2 separate regions of the Anas platyrhynchos genome follow, and region 2 is linked to region 1. The links are chromatin contacts, called in public Hi-C maps. All regions are on one chromosome and are shown on one strand. The core of a region is the stretch at or near the end of the contact, and the rest is flanking DNA. Distances in the headings are between cores, read along the strand shown.

Evidence for each region. Hi-C and Micro-C count contacts between places; a contact is called where the count stands out from the background.
Region 2: a Hi-C map of skeletal muscle shows a contact between it and region 1, with 4 times the contacts expected there. The contact joins the enhancer-like site here to the promoter of SLC4A7 in region 1. A contact is called at or near these places in 2 of 8 Hi-C or Micro-C datasets (skeletal muscle and subcutaneous adipose tissue).

What each region holds. Positions count from the first base shown.
Region 1 is chr2:118,316,753-118,320,804 of IASCAAS_PekinDuck_T2T, forward strand. SLC4A7 (solute carrier family 4 member 7) reads left to right here and starts at 1,861. Exons shown (of 26, transcript XM_072033453.1): 1 at 1,861-1,919. LOC106020323 (a long non-coding RNA gene) reads right to left here. Exons shown (of 3, transcript XR_001195770.5): 1 at 121-4,052. LOC119715754 (a long non-coding RNA gene) reads left to right here. Exons shown (of 2, transcript XR_005263150.2): 2 at 1-78.
Region 2 is chr2:118,426,734-118,430,529 of IASCAAS_PekinDuck_T2T, forward strand. SLC4A7 (solute carrier family 4 member 7) reads left to right here. Exons shown (of 26, transcript XM_072033453.1): 12 at 1,417-1,520; 13 at 3,038-3,212. Among named protein-coding and RNA genes, the nearest start is that of NEK10, 26 kb to the right of the region's middle. Within about 2 kb of position 1,263, at least 2 of the 8 cell types and tissues checked have an H3K27ac peak or open chromatin away from gene starts, as enhancers often do.

The DNA of each region.
Region 1 (4,052 bases), core at 611-3,110:
ACATAACAACCTATAGAATGCTTAATGGTAATAATAATAATAATAATAATAAAAGGCCTGATTTTCAAAGACATGGAAGCACTTGGTTTTATCTGACAGACTGGTTCTTACGTTAGTTACCTGAAAGTGCCCTGGAGCAGATGCTTTTTAGACTAAAATACGTCAGTCTTGATCAATTTCTATAAGATTATCGCTGAACTCTTGGAAGGAGGAGGTGGAGGGTTTGTATGCAATTGCAGTCCATGTTAGCATTGGCTCCTGTCTAGAAACACACCTTAGTTATCAATACATGTAATGTATCTCTGACAATATTGACAAGTCTGAGAAGAACTCCACCCCTCCTCCTGTGTTAAGGAGAAGCCTATCTGAAGGAGAGGAAGTATTTGAAAGCTCAGTTAATGATAGGATCACGTTATTCATTGTTTTGGATTACACGGTGCCTGCCTCTAGTCTGGCTCCACTGCAGGGGAGATAAATGTTTCCTTCCCCAGTCTCAGAACTGGTTTGCGTCAGAGCAAAAAAACACCAGTTCTGGGGGAAGCACACAGGCTGTTATTTCTTAACAGCTTCTGGTGGCTAAAATTATCCCCAGCTGCAGGGGATGGTTCGTGTTTACAATTTGAGGAAGAAGGCAGCAATCGTAACATCCAGCGTGCCTCCTCCTAATTGCCTCTCTGACACGTGCCACAGTCAGGTTTGTGACGCAGGAAGGTTTCTGCTGCAGTACAGGTAGGAGGGTGTCCTATATTCATCAGGTACATCCAGCAGTGGGATTTTGTTGAACAGGGGAACTCAGCAGGTGGGATCTGGCAGTAAACAAGCTGAGAACCACAGAGCCCATCTCAGCTGTCACGCCAGCCTGTTGCTGCCCCTCATGGACGTGAAGTTGAGCCTTGGCTTCAGACAAACGCAAAGTGGGAACCAGTCATGTGAACCAATGTGTCCAGTGCATGACGCTGGGCAAGATCAACAGTACAGGGCAAACATTCAGCATGTCCTCCAGAGAGCTCAGGGAAAGACCCGGTCTGGTTCTCAAAAGGGCTAGGCACCAAACAGCACAGCTTACATTTATTTTCCTGCTCCTTGCCCTGGCCAGAAGCACAAACAGGCTCGCATAGTCTGGAAGCAGCTGAGTACAATTTTTCCTGTGGGTGGTAGTATTTAGAAAGTGTCCCGCCTTGCTTGCTTTTCTCAGATTGCTATCTTCCTGTCCTGATGGGATTAGGAGCCTGCCTTCTCAGAGGCACTGCCTGCTCTGGCCGGATTTCTCAGGCACTAGGCCGGTAGTGGTGATGACTTCGTAGCCGTGCTAGTAGCCTGTCCGGGGGAGGTGAATGAGGACAAGGCACGAGGACAGAGCAAGGAAGTTGTAGTTCTCACCCCTAGCAGGAATTCCTTTGAATATTGGAAGGAAATGACCAGGGAGCAGACATCAGTCATGCTTTTCTGACTCATTGGCATGTTTTCCAGCCAGCAGACCCTGCCGGTATCCTTGCTGCATGTAACATTGCCGTCCCAGTCTGTTTCTGCAGGAAGCTAGCACAAGAATTTTCCTCTTTAAAAATATAACTAAGGAATTAATGTTGTAATACAGGAAGTTTGGAAATGCACTGAAATCACTGAGGGAATAAATGCTCATTTTTAAAAAATAAAAGCAGCAGCACTCAAATTAATTAGGACCTGGATGATTGAGGTGCTCTCGTGAGCCCTTGATTTCTCTGAGAGACTGCTTCTCTCCCCTAAATGTTACTTATCACAGGATACCTATAGAGGGGGGTAGAGTACGGTTTGATCTAATGAATGGTTAATTGGCTTGCTTCTCTCCCCAGCTTTAGAAAAAGGAAGACCCACAGGAGAAATCATTTGAATGTCACAGTGGGATCAGCAACAGAGCAGGCAAAACTGGAGTGGCCCGTGAGGTACTGAGCTGTCCTTAGCTGTCTGTTTTCTTCTGAAACTGCTTGCTAACTTTGTTACTAGCACAGTGTTCGGGAGCACTGAGGGACAGGCAGCTGCTGCTTTCAAAGTTTGTTGAAGGCAAAGAGCCTGGAGGTGAAAGGCTGGTGTTAACTCTGCACTATCCTCATGGAAAGTGCTGTTAAGGCTGATTCTGACACAGGTACTTTTGCGAGCTTGACTTAGCATGTTTTCAGCTGCAGACACCAATACCTTCAGTTCTGGGTCCAGAGTTTAAAGGATCAGCTTAGTCAGCAAGAGAAACTCAGTCTTCTAATGCGATAGCCTTTAATTAGACACGCATACATATATAAATGCATAGATTATCTACTACCTCCTACTACAAATGTCTCACTGAAATTAATGGGGTTATTCAAAGAGTAAACTATGAGTAATAATGAATAATGTTAATACTCAGCATGACTAACAGTGGTAGGAGGGAGAGTCTGAATGGCTTAGACAGGAGGGTCTGCTGGGAGCCAGCATCTGATTTGCACGAACAATGACTTCTCAGAGCGGTGAAGCTGTTGCTCACTTGTTACCAATCATTAAGTTATAGCACCCATTTTATCAAAGACTTCTTGATCTCTGCCTTTATGCTGTTCTCAAGGCAGAGTTTACATGTGTGGCAGAAAATGAGTCACGCACACGCAGTTGGTCTTCTGATCCCTTTTCTGTTTAGTTTTAGTGTGGTCTACATCCTCGCAGCAACATTTTATGTAGACATGTTTCAAAAAGCCCGTGACAAAGCTTCTCACAAGGGCTTTTTTTTTTTTTTTTTTCTTTTCATTTAATGTGGGAGGGAGAGCGTGAGATGAGGAACTGATTAAGCAATAAGAAAAAGCAGGCTGAGATCAGATTTCAGAACAGTTAACGGTCCCTGACGCAGTGCCTCGGAGTCCATCTGAGGCTAAGCCATATTGTGACATGCTGGTGTGTATGGAGGATCTGGAAAAAAAATGGTGTATAATGAGCAGAGAAAAGCAACATTCAAGAAGATCAAAAGTTTCAGAAGAACAAAACATGTATTTATTTTCCCTGACAAGCTGTTAGATGGTCATCTCTTTATAGATAATACTGAATTTTTAACGTCACTGGAAGAAACTGGTGGTGGTGTGTTACTGTGGAGTGATATACAGTGAAATAAAATCTGCTGACATTCTACCTTTCTGTAATTGCAAGTTTCTGGGGAAAGACCTGCAGTGTAAATTCACTTGGGATGAGGAATGAGGAAATTAATATTTCTCCTCAAATACAAAGCAATCTGAACTCCATCAGAATTAATTCTGAAGAGATAAGTCTTTTCGTGTGTCCCTTAAGTCAGATCAATTCCTTTCTTGTTCTTATTTCTAGTTCTTGCTGTTCCTCCTAATCTGTGGTAACCTAGTTTTCTCCTGACAGAAATTTCAGCTTCATGTTACTAACAGAAAAATCTGGGAAACATTAAAAATTTAATACGCTAGAGAGAGATCCTTGGTTAGACTGAACCTAAGATAATGAGGTGAAGAGGTTTGGGAAAGGGGAAAAGCTGTATAATTCCAGCATTTGTCCTAACGTGCAATTAAGATTCTGATATGTGACCTAATTTTAACAAGCTCCATGACTAGAATAATAAGCCAAACCAAAGGAGTATATCAGATCATGGACACTGAAAAAGACAAAACAAAACAACAACAACAAAAAAAGAACAGGTCATTTCAGGATGTCTTAATTGTAAATGTTGTCTCATAGATTTGTGATGCAGGTCTGGACCAGAGTGATATTTAATAGTCCAATCTATTAAATGTCTCTTGCTGGTTAAGGAAAAATACATTGGTCAAGGTGTTAAAAGATTAGTTCCATCTGAGGATCTCTGTCAGACGTTGTTACTGTATAATTAAAGCTCCCATTAGAGTAGTCTGTCTGTTATGGCCACATCAAAAGCTAGAGTCAACCTTCTCTCAGCAGCAGTTTTGCAATGTGAATAAACGCTCACCAGAGACTTTCTTGAAGTCACTCAGTCCATTCTTATTCTGCTTTTATATCATACTTGAATCCAAGTTTCCAGATGCTGTAGGCTAATGTAAAATAATACCTATGCTGTCCACCCTCAAGGA
Region 2 (3,796 bases), core at 13-2,512, 110 kb after region 1:
GGGACATCACCAGGGCAGCTGACCTAAACTGACCAAAGGGATATTCCATACCATATGTCACACTCAGCAATAAAAGCTGGGGAAGGAGAAGGAAGGACTCGTGTTATGAAAGCATCTGTCCTCCCAGAGAACTTCTATGTGTACTGAGGCCCTGCTTCCCAAAATGTGGCTGAACATTGCTTGCTGGTGGGAAGTTGAGAGTAACTTATTTTCTTTCTATGGTCTTTGCTTATTTTTTTTTTCTCTTTCCTCTTTAATTATCCTTATCTCAACCCATGAGCTTTTTTTTCATTACATTTTCTCCTCTTCTTTGAGCAGTGTAGTGGAGTTTAGTTGACTGTCATAAAACCACCACATGTATTTATTGTAATTCTTTTTGTAATACTGAAATGAAGCTGTCTGAGATGGAGAGTTGATCCAAAATTGTACTTGGGTTCATATTAACAAATTTAATCTAACAATGAACAGCAAGAGTATTGTAATTCTTACCAAAAAACACACCTTTGTTTGCATGCGACATTGATTGAAAATAAGTTTTAATGTGTATTGGCTAGTAATTAATGTTTACAGAATATTTATGAAATAGATAAAAGTGTCTGGTTGTGCTACAAGGCTTAGAACTGAGAGTCAGGGTGAGACCTTAGTGGCCTCTGACTTCTTTCCTTTTTGCCTCTTTATTACTGAGGGAAATTACTGCCACAGGGATCAAAAATGGGGAGGAAGACCGGTGTTCTTCGTTCACAAGGCTGAGCTGGTGTTGAATTATGTGATTATTTAGGGAAGTGGTTGGAATGGAAGGGGGGACAGCAGTATAGCTTATCTCATGAGTAGTGTGAGGCTAGCAATTAATTTGTTGCCAGAATAAGCAAGGCTAAGTGTTTTTTCCTTTTTCTTTTTTTTTCTTTTTTTTTTTCTGGAATGCAAGATTGACTGAGAAATTTGTGATGAGATGGTGAGCTTGATGAATAACTTTTCAAGTTACAATAACATTTGTACTTAATACTGTACTTTGTTATAGAGTGAGGTCAGTTTCTGTTGCAAGCTGGAGGCTTCTGCTCTGGAAATGACTGAGAAAAAAATCTTAAGAAGATGTCTAAGCCACGTGGCTGAGCCTATACTATGTCTTGAAAAGGCAGACTTTGTTTCATCATGTCTCAGGGGAGATAATTCTTTTAGAAAGGGAAGATTAGTACTGTTGTGCAAGACACTAATAAGATCTTTTTGGGAGTGTTGCACAATTTTGGTCATCTGTATTCAATAAAAGAGGAATTTGGCACATGGAGAGCTGCTGATAAGCTGGGATTCTAAAAAGGCCTGGAAGGCAAGTCTCTGTACACTCTTCGCGGTTGCACTAAAAAGTATAATTTGAAGTATGTGTTTGTCTTGTGTGGCTTTTTTTTTTTTTTCCTTCTTTAGGAGAAAAGAAAGATACCTAAGTTTCCCAATGGATCTACTCCTACAGGAGAGACTCTTAAAGAAGAAGGCCATCATGCTGGACCCGAACTTGAGAGAACTGGAAGGTGTGTTCACTTCCCTAAATACTAGCTACCATAAAGAAATAAAAGTGATAAATCTCCATAGATTTAATGATGGCATTTAAACATAAACAAACAAACAACACCATTGTATGTGTCAGAACGCATCTGTTTTCCTTTTCAAGTGTTGGGTTCTTGCCTATAAATGGCAGTGTGCTTAAAGCATTTTCAAGCCTGTGGCAGTGTTTCTCAACACGTTTGTGAAGGATTTCTTATAAGATGCTGCTTGATTTAACTAACTGACTTTTAAGTGTTGAGTTTTAATTTTTAATTATCAAAAGCATGCAATTACCATAATTATACCAGGAATATACAATTTTCAGTATTGGGCTAGGTACTAAAAATTTCCGTTAATGCAAATCTGTTTTATTAAACATGTATGAAGTGGAATAACAAAGAATATAAAGTGGCAAAGAATACTGTTTTGGTTATGTTTCTTTTAGATCTGAAATAAAAATCAAAGGAACTTTTCGGTTGAGTTGCATTACTGTTCTGTTCTGAAATAATTGCCAAAAAAACCCCACCTCTCTAACAGTGGAAATGCAACTGAATAGGACTATATGTTAATATTGCATACCGGAAATTATATCAACTGAGAAATTCTGGAGAAGATGTATAAAGTTATCCCCAAAATGATAAACTTCTAAGTGATTTACATTTTTCTCATACCTTTGCAAGAAGGAATTATAAGCGTTGTTTTAATTTTTACAATTTTAGCTTCATCATACTCTTATCTTGCCTTTTTGCAGATGGTATAAGGAACAAAAGCTCATTTCTACCCACAGAATTATCTTTAAATAGCTAAAACTTTTTTTTTCCACAGGAATGGAAAATTTTGTTAAGGCTTTTATGTATAATTCAGAATAAACCAATTTTTTCCTAGTTACAAATTTTACTTAGTATTTAATTTTGAAAATTTTGAGAAGCTACAAAAAGCTTTTTAATTTCTTGGTAACTTACCCACTTGAACCGATTTATATACATTTGTTTTTGTATTTCCATTTAGAAAATATCTCCATACTCCAAATGTTATGCTGTTAAGTAAATATAGGTTCGTTCATCAATGTAGAGAATTCGGATCAAAAACAAAGCTATAACTGCTTACTGGAGTAGTGATATTGAAATGCAATGATTTTGGTTGAAGTTTAGCATATGTCTCTTGTTCCTTGTTCTGAATCTCATAAGACGGATTTAACTTTAAACATAATTAAGCTATAGATATTTGTAAAGATATTTTTCAGTATCTAGCCCGTTATATGCAAAAATTCCTAGCCAGCTTTTAAAAATGTGGGTGGCCTGATTGATGATACTTTGGAAAAATAATGAATTGGAATAGATAAGATTCTCACTTATATTTTAAACTGTGTTATGCTTTAATCTGGATTATAAAATAGCTAATTTTGTGCTGGCAATAGGCACTGGCAGTCTTGTGTAGCCCATAGTTTTGAACTAGCTAGAATCCTTTAGTGTACAGTTTGACGAGTTTCATCTCACCTATTTAGGCTTTTTGGTGGTTTGATACTTGACATCAAAAGGAAAGCACCTTTTTTCTTGAGTGACTTCAAGGATGCATTAAGCCTGCAGTGCCTGGCCTCGATTCTTTTCCTATACTGTGCCTGTATGTCTCCTGTAATCACTTTTGGAGGGCTCCTGGGAGAAGCTACACAAGGCAGAATAGTGAGTACAAAAAATGGTAGTGGCCAGGCTTTTAGACCTTCAGAGGCAAGTCACTGTGTGCATTTGTCTCGTTTCTTTACACTTGTATTTGAAGAGTTTACCCACAGCACTTGATTAGCCTGCCCCAAAGCAGATCTTCCCCAAAAGGTAATTGCTGTGGAAAATGTGGGGAATCCATGTGAACAGGAGAAGATGCACAGTGGAGGTAAAAATTAAATAAAATAAATTTTAAATGTTTATCCTGCCATATTGGATGAATAGCTTCATGAATTGAGAAAAGGCATTGCCTTCTTTTTGGCTACTTGAAAATAATGAAAAGCAGTAAAGGTGCACCATCCCACTAGGCCTACTTTAGGCAAAATTAGAGGCTCAAGGTGGACAGCCAAGAATATGTACTGGCCTTGAGTAGTAGGCCTATGAGGATGATAATGCCTACAGTGTTATGGGTAGCAGTCAATTCTGTATTTATGTAATGGACAGGATATACGTGTTTGCTTTTGCTAATGGTATGTTGTTATCAATTGCCAAAAAAAATAAATTAAAAAAAGGGTTTATGAGCAGAAAATACTCTTCACTGAAAATGA